Regions from separate parts of the Mus musculus genome. Here region 1 is linked to region 2. Evidence: chromatin contacts called from public promoter capture Hi-C data. All regions are on one chromosome and are shown on one strand. Each heading gives the region's core, a stretch centred on a gene start, on an enhancer-like site or on the middle of the called end of the contact. The rest is flanking DNA. Distances are from core to core; before and after follow the strand shown.

Evidence for each region. Promoter capture Hi-C pulls out the DNA fragments that hold promoters and counts their contacts.
Region 1: a contact with region 2 is called in a promoter capture Hi-C map of macrophages, with 15 read pairs. The contact joins the enhancer-like site here to the promoter of Fcrlb in region 2. A contact is called at or near these places in 18 of 39 promoter capture datasets (the 3T3-L1 cell line, 3T3-L1-derived adipocytes, the C10 cell line and 13 more), 1 of 15 datasets of contacts at CTCF or cohesin (the NIH/3T3 cell line), 9 of 484 Hi-C or Micro-C datasets (the Patski cell line, bone marrow-derived dendritic cells, bone marrow-derived macrophages and 5 more), 27 of 115 datasets of contacts at active chromatin or transcription factors (CD4 single positive thymocytes, the HPC-7 cell line, the NIH/3T3 cell line and 15 more) and 8 of 9 other capture datasets (adipose tissue, bone marrow-derived macrophages, embryonic stem cells and 5 more).

The regions. Positions count from the first base shown.
Region 1 is chr1:170,949,368-170,953,283 of GRCm38.p6, reverse strand. Gm39701 reads right to left here. Exons shown (of 2, transcript XM_011238892.2): 2 at 3,521-3,916. The coding sequence ends at 3,666. Among named protein-coding and RNA genes, the nearest start is that of Gm39701, 6.2 kb to the right of the region's middle. Within about 2 kb of position 2,488, at least 40 of the 459 cell types and tissues checked have an H3K27ac peak or open chromatin away from gene starts, as enhancers often do. A contact at or near this core is called in the HPC-7 cell line, double positive thymocytes, macrophages and 2 more, where this site is marked.
Region 2 is chr1:170,910,988-170,914,618 of GRCm38.p6, reverse strand. Fcrlb (Fc receptor-like B) reads left to right here and starts at 1,678. Exons shown (of 6, transcript NM_001029984.2): 1 at 1,678-1,708; 2 at 1,977-1,997; 3 at 2,340-2,594. The coding sequence starts at 1,678.

The DNA of each region.
Region 1 (3,916 bases), core at 1,239-3,738, 38 kb before region 2:
TTATGTAATATACTGTATTGCTATTCTTTGTTTGTTTTGGGTTTTTTTGTTTGTTTGTTTTGGGTTTTTTGTTTGTTTGTTTTGGTTTTTGCAGTACTAATCTAACCCATTTAGTTTCCTGCTGCAGAACTTGGGGGCTGGTCTTGTTCCATGTGCTTACTGGCTTCCCACTTTCCCATCAGATGCTCTCATGTAGCCTGTCACAGTTTGATGATCACTGTCTCATTCCGGTGACACTCATCTGATTACATTTCCTTTCTTCAACAATCGTCTTCCTCCAGAACCAAGGCTTGGTTTTTGTCATTTTCTTAGTTGAATGTGTGTCTATTTTTAGCTTCTCCCCCATGCAGGGTAAGGAATACTGCAGAGAAACTTAATATTGTTTTTCATATGGTAAAATGCATGGCGTATTTCATTGTTTCTTTTTCTTCAACACAATGTTTCTCTTCAACACTAACTTGGATATTTCATCTCTAGGGCTGTTGTTCAGCTGTGTTCATGGAACCAAAGTTTTCCTGAAGAGGAGCCAATATTCCTAACTGTTGAGCCATCTCTCTACCCCCCACCCCACCAATTTATGTTAAAGAACATAACTTTATTTGGTTAACCTATTTCAGAATTTGTTGGCTGGGCAATAATGCCGTAGCTGGTATCTCTGTGTTAGAATGTAGAAGAAGTACCAGTAAAATTGCTCTGTCGAATCAGAAGAATATCACAGGCTTTTTCATTTCCTTGGCTATGTGTCTTGGAGGGAAGAAGCCAGTGATTCTATTGCTGGTGGCAGAAGTTAGGGAAGAAAGGTCTACCTACTTGTTTCCAGGTTCTTATTACCATTGGGGAAAGACTCCAGAGACAGGAAAGAGTAAGGAATCTGGCAAAGGCTTTACTATAGAGTAAAAATATACACTTGAGAGGTGTGAATGTGTTTCTCAAAGAGTATGATTGCTAGGGCTTTGCATAGCTTTTTTTATGTATAAGTTTTAATGGAAGAAAGGTCTTATTCGTGAGCTAAGGTATATATAGGATTATTGGATACTCAAGGGGTGCATTGGAGTTTGTCTGAGAATAGCATTTGCTCAGCCCTGACCATCCTGGAACTCTACATAGATCTAGCTGGCCTGGAACCCAGAGATCTACCTGCCTCTTCCTTCCAAGTGCTGGGATTAAAGGCATGCTCCTCTGTTCTTACCTGAGGTTTTTGGATTTCAGATTCAACGATTGGAATGAGACGCTTCCAGACTAACAGAATAGAGATGGAATTACAGTGAAGTAATAACACTGTGGCAGTCTTGATAAGCCCTGTTGGCTTCTGCTAGTTTGGGATGGTCTTGTTTCTTCCCTGTTTGAATGGTCACATGATGTGTGATGTGATATAGCCCCATGGTTGCGTCAGTCTCTAGCAACTATACGGTTTGCTTTTTATTTTCCCCCCACAGACTTACACCGTAGCCCGTTGCTGTAAATATTATTTGGGGTTTCTACCCCACCTTAGATCATTTAGTTCCCACATAAAAGACACAAAACCTTTATATTTATAATAAGCCTTAAAAGCACTAGAGTTGGGCAGATATCAACCCTCTGTGCTATTTTGTCTATTCCCTGTCAATAACCGTGAGATATCGTTTGGTATGTTCTGCCTGGGCCACTGCTACTTCAACAGGCCAGTCCTCATGGCCTTGTTTGTGCTCGTGGTCCACCTACCCCATGACAACTTTTCCCCCTCTTATTCTCCTCTCCTCTCCTCTCCTCCCCTCCCCTCCCCTCCCCTCCCCTCCCCTCCCCTCCCCTCCCCTCCCCTCCCCTCCCCTCCCCTCTCCTCTTCTTGCTGGCCCTACCCCAGATCACAAGCCTAGGAACTGAAGCCTCACCTACCTCTTTTCTTCCCAACTATAGACTGTAGGTGTCTATTAACCAATCATGGATAACTGGGGGGCAAGGTTTAAACAACCAAAGCTGATGATATACTTGAGAATCTGCTCATCTTGGAGCAACCAGATCTTAGGGTACAGAATTTAGCATCTGAATACAAGCGAGTGCTAGGATTACAGGTGTGACCCACATACCCCATACTTTTTCTATTCTACACCTTCTAGGATGTTTTGTTTTCTGCTAGGTATTTTGTTTCAACAATCATTTTAACTAATTAACACACTGAGAAAATCCAGGGTGGCTGAGAATTAAAGGCTTTATCCTATGCCCGCAATCTTAAGGAAAGTAACAGAGAGGAAAGATAAACCTTGGTGTCTGCTAAACAAATTTGCAGAGTCACCATGAAGAGACTTTGAAGGTTTAAATTGACTGTCAACCTGATAAGATCTAGAGTCACCTAGGCAACAAGCCTCTGGGCGTGCTTATGAAGGACTGTCTGAATTAGATTAAAGGAGATGGGAAGACCCACCGTGAATGTGGGCAGGGGCATTCCAGGAACTAAAGTCCTGAACTGCTTGAAAAGGGAGAGGCTAGCAAGGGCTGTCATCTTTCTTTGCTTCCTCAATTGCAGATGCAATGTGAAAAGCTGTCTGGGACTCTGTTCCCTACCTCTTCTCTGCAGTGTTACATTGTACCCTCAACTCTGACACCAAATAAACCTTCCTTCCATCACAGCAGAAGGACCAGTAACTGATACAGAGACTAGACAAAAAGACACTTATTTCAGGTTTTTCTGTAGGCCAAGAACTTCAAGAGCTTTTCCTTCCTTCCTTCCTTCCTTCCTTCCTTCCTTCCTTCCTTCCTTCCTTCCTTCCTTCCTTCCTTCTTTCCTTCTTTCTTTCTTTTTCTTTTTTGAGACAGAGTCTCTCTATGTAGTCCTGGCTGTCCTGGAACTCATAGAGATCCTCCTGCCTCTGCCTTCTGGGTACTAGGATTAGAGGTGTGTGCCATCACTCACTTTAAGACCAATTTGAAGAGTCTAGAGAATGGTCTACTACTAAGTTTGTTTGTTTTCTGTTCCAAACTGTGGCACAGTTACCAAGAACAAACCCCAGCTGAGCAGGGAAGGACACTTTCATCCTTGGCTAAGTGAAAGAGTGGGAGAGAGCGTGGCAAACCTTGACCCTTAGAGTGTTTCTAGATACAGGAGGGAGAAATGAGCACCAGAGGATAGGTTTGAAAGACCCCCGAGCTGGGTAGTCAATCACTCTGAGGAGACCCTCCCAAGGAACAGCGAGGCCACGTTTCGGATGCAAACAGCAAAAGGCTTTATTGGGAACACGGGTACCCGGGCGACTCAGTCTATCGGATGACTGGCGCACCGAGTGTGGGGTTTTTACCCTTTTTATAGGGCTGGGGAGCAAAAAGCGCGGTTACAGAAGCGAGAAGCGAGCTGATTGGTTAGTTTAAATAAGGCTTGGGGTTTTTCCCGGTCTTTTGGGGAACTTGAAACTGAGGTGGGACTTTCCAGAAACTGTTGCTAGTTTCGCTTTATCTGAGTACCATCTGTTCTTGGCCCTGAGCCGGGGCCCAGGTGCTCGACCACAGATATCCTGTTTGGCCCCTGTCCCAGTTTTGTTCAGCCTTATTCTTTAACTAAACTTCCTTGTGACTTTTGAGAACTCAGCTCTGGTACTTTTTCATGCCTTGCAAAATGGCGTTACTGCAGCTAGCTTGCTAAGCCTTATGGTGGGGTCTTTCATTCCCCCCTCTTTCTGGAAACTGAATAAAATCTTTTATTCACGCGATTCTACTTCTTCTGGATCTATTGATTTGAGTTGGTGATACTGTTGGGTCAGAACCAGGGCCTGCACCACCGAAATTCTGTCTTTTACAAACTGGACCAAGCGGTTGAGAATGCAGGGTCCGAGGAGTAGGATTAATAAAAGTACTATCAGAGGGCCCATAATGGTGGATATCAGGGTCGTGAACCATGGGGACCTGTTAAACAGTCCCTCAAACCACCCTTGTCCTGATTCGAACAATT
Region 2 (3,631 bases), core at 429-2,928:
TGGAATAAGCGGGTGTTGGGCAGGATGCTTTTTGGATCCAGTTCCAAGCATTATCTGAATGGCTAATGAGCTCCGAGGCCGATTCCTATAAGTTCAAGAAAGACGACACAGCTCATGAAGTTTTAATGTGATCAGGTTTCTTCTGGAACCCAGGCAAGGGACTGGGATCTTGGTTCTGACTTATGAGAAGCCAAATAGTCTGCTTGTGTAGACTCTGCGAACTTTTACTGTAGAGGTGGTGGGCCGTGCAGAAGTCAGACCGTGGGGACAGGCTGTGGTTGGTGTGAGGAATCCCACACTGGTCCCAAGATGAGGAGGCAGGCAGGGCTGTAGGGAAGCACATGAGTGCTGCCTAAATGGGCATTCATCTCGGCTCTCTCCGGTTCCCTCCTCCCCTACGCTGGCTCACCTTATCAGATACCATCCTACTTTTCAGACCTACATGATAACTCTCTCTCTCCCTTTCCCTCTCCCTCTCCCCTGTCCTCTGTCTCCCTTCTTCCAATCAAATCATGCTTCCAAAGCAAGATCCAAAAAGGTCAGCATAATTGAAGACTGGTCATGTTTTCCTCAGATGCATTTGTATTTTAACAGGGAAAAAGCACACTGCACTGAAAATATGAGGGAATTCTCAGAGGAAAACTTGGTGCCTCAGCAAAACTGGAGGATGGGATCTTGGAGAGCTGACTGTATCTGACCACTGATCTCCTTCCTGCTAGGGTTCCAAGGAAGGCAGATGTCCTGGTTCTAAACAGCCGCCAGTGCAGACAGGGCAGAGCTCAGGGAGACATACTATCAGGTTGGAAACTTCATTAAATATTTACTTGAAACTTGGGCTCTTCATTGCTCAGGTGTGGTCACGTGGCTCAGAGGAGCGAAGCAGAGAGGTCGGATTTGAGAAGCCTCCGAGGGGCTCATGCAGTCAGTGGCCTCTCTCCCAGGCCATAGCCCTGTGGACTAGGACTTGGCTGGGGAAGGGTGTTAGGGTCAGACGGAAGGCAAGAAGAAAGGAGCAAGCAAGTGAAGGTACCATAGCTCGAGATCATTGTGGGTGGGGAGGGAAGAAGTGTTTCAGATTCGAGGAAGGGAGGAGAAGAAAACACTTTACACTTCTGGTTTTTACTTGGGGAACAACAGGTCAGCAGGAGCATAGCAGGATGAATGAATCACGCCTTTCTGTCTACCCATGGGTGGGAGGATATAAGCTCTGCTTCGGAACACACAATGACCTCTCTAGGCCTCACACCAAGAATACCTGTCATCAGGGATTAAGCAGGAATAAGATGGGCTTTATGAACATCAATGGGACTGGCTACTAGGGAAAGGTTGGGGTGGGAGTGGGATATTGATGGACCCAATGGAGCCTGGGGAATCTATGTGACTCTTGAGAGTGGTAGAAGTCACAGCTCTATAGGGCTTCTCTATAGAAGTCAAGGCTGGGCTGAGCTGGAACATGGCTACAGAGGGGTAGATAGGACAGTGCTTGATGCTTGGGGTAGGTGAGTAACACACTCAGGTGACATCCTGGTCTTTGTGTTCCACCATCTTGAGGAAGTGGGAATGGACAGAAGAAGCAACAGTGTCTCCCAGTTCCCAATGTCTGCTTCCATCTATCTTTTTTCTCTCTGCCCCACATCCATGCCTCCAACCTCTACCGAGCCTGCAGGCAGAGTCATTATGTGGATGCTTGCAGCCCTCCTGCTTCTGGGTGAGTCAGTAATGAGGGGGCATCAGCAGGATTTGGGGAGGGGGAGAGTATGACAGGGCAGGGTTATGTGGGATAAGAGAGCAGCCACCTTTGCTGACCTCAGGTTTCATATGGTTCTCTGTCTGCCTTGGGGTGATGAAATGGAGCTAGCTTTCTCAAAGCTGGGTAATTTGGTATGGACAAAGGAAACTCAGGCTTTCCCAGGATCAAGAGTCTTTCCTGTCACTGAGGACAGTCCTCAACCTCTTCCTTCTTTCTTGCTTTGCAGTTCCAAGAAGTGGAAAAGCTGGTAAGTCTTATACATCTCTCATCCAAGTTTTGATGAGTTCCACGAGGGTAGATGCCCCAGTTCCTGGCTGTTCTGAGATGGTATTCCCCCCCCCACTCTTGCCCAATCTTGATGACTAAATGTTCTTGAGCATAGACACGGTCAGAAATGGCTTATGATTAATAGATTCCTTGTCTGCAGCCTCATGTCTGTGGTCTCCCTCATTGCCAGGGTTGGTTCCTCTGTGGGCTGGGACCCAGAAACTGGTGTTTCCCAACAATTCCCAATCCTGGGACTTTATTTTTGGGCAAGCACCTCATCTTACTTTACTTCCTCACACGGCCCCATCCCCCACATCCCCAGCTACTCTGGAGAAGCCTGTACTGACTCTACACCCACCTTGGACCACCATCTTCAAGGGAGAGCGAGTAACCCTGAGATGTGATGGATACCACCCTCTGCTGCTGGAGCTCCGGCCCATTAGCACTCTCTGGTACCTGGGCCATGTCCTCCTGCCTTCCCACAAGAAGAGCATCGAGGTGCAGGCACCAGGGGTGTATCGATGTCAGACACGAGGAGCACCCGTCAGTGATCCTATCCACCTCTCTGTGTCTAACGGTGAGTGCTGGCCCTACTGGCAGAGTAGACATCGGGCTATTCCCAGGGGACAAGAAGAAAAAAAAAAAAAAGGTCACACAGAACCACCTTGAGTCTCTGGAGTAGGCAGAAGCCTGCAGTAAAGATTTCCTGGTCCAAAAGCCATCCCCCTCCCCGTCTTCCTGATGGAGCATGAAGCAAATTAATATTATTAATTTATTAAGTGGGGTGACCTGGTTTCAGAAAGTCAAAAATTGTGCTCTCCTGACACTACTGGAACCCAGAATCCTAAGTTCCCCCTCCTCTGTCTCTCTGTCTCTGTCTCTGTCTCTGTCTCTGTCTCTCTCTGTCTCTGTCTGTCTCTGTCTCTGTTTCTCTCTGTCTCTCTCTGTCTCTCTCTGTCTCTCTCTGTCTCTCTCTGTCTCTCTGTCTCTCTCTCTCTCTCTCTCTCTCTCCCTCTCTCTCTCTCTCGGATCCCTGACTGGCCTGGAACTCACTGTGTATACTAGGTTAGCCTTGAACTACAAGGATTTTTTGGTGTCTACCTCTTGAATACTGAGGTAAAGCCATGTACCACACCCAAACAGAGTCCTGTTTGCATATTTGTTTTGGTTTGTTTTTTTGCTGTTTCTCTAATTTTTTTTTTAGACATAGTCTCATTTTGTAGCCTAGGCTGGCTGGCCTGGAACCCACAGAGATCAACCTACTGCCCCCTTCTAAGTGTCTTCCAAGCGCTAAGATTAAAGTTGTGCTCCACCACATCAGCCCAGCCAGGATTCTGAGTTTTAATGTCTATGTGAATATAAATAAAGGGATTGAAACTGGGGGTTGTTTCATGGCACTAGACTGGAGGCCAAGTGAGGAGAACAAGAGGTGGAGAGGAGGTGTGTCAAAATGCCAATGCCACATGTAAATCTCCATAGCGAGAGAGGCTACCGGAGGTGGGAGGTGGCAGGGTACAAGGAAGAGAAGAGGGACGGAGATGAAGGGGAGGAAACAATTAAAGATGTGTTTGTTTGAAAAATGATCTCATAATTAAAGTTAATTATTTGTGATCT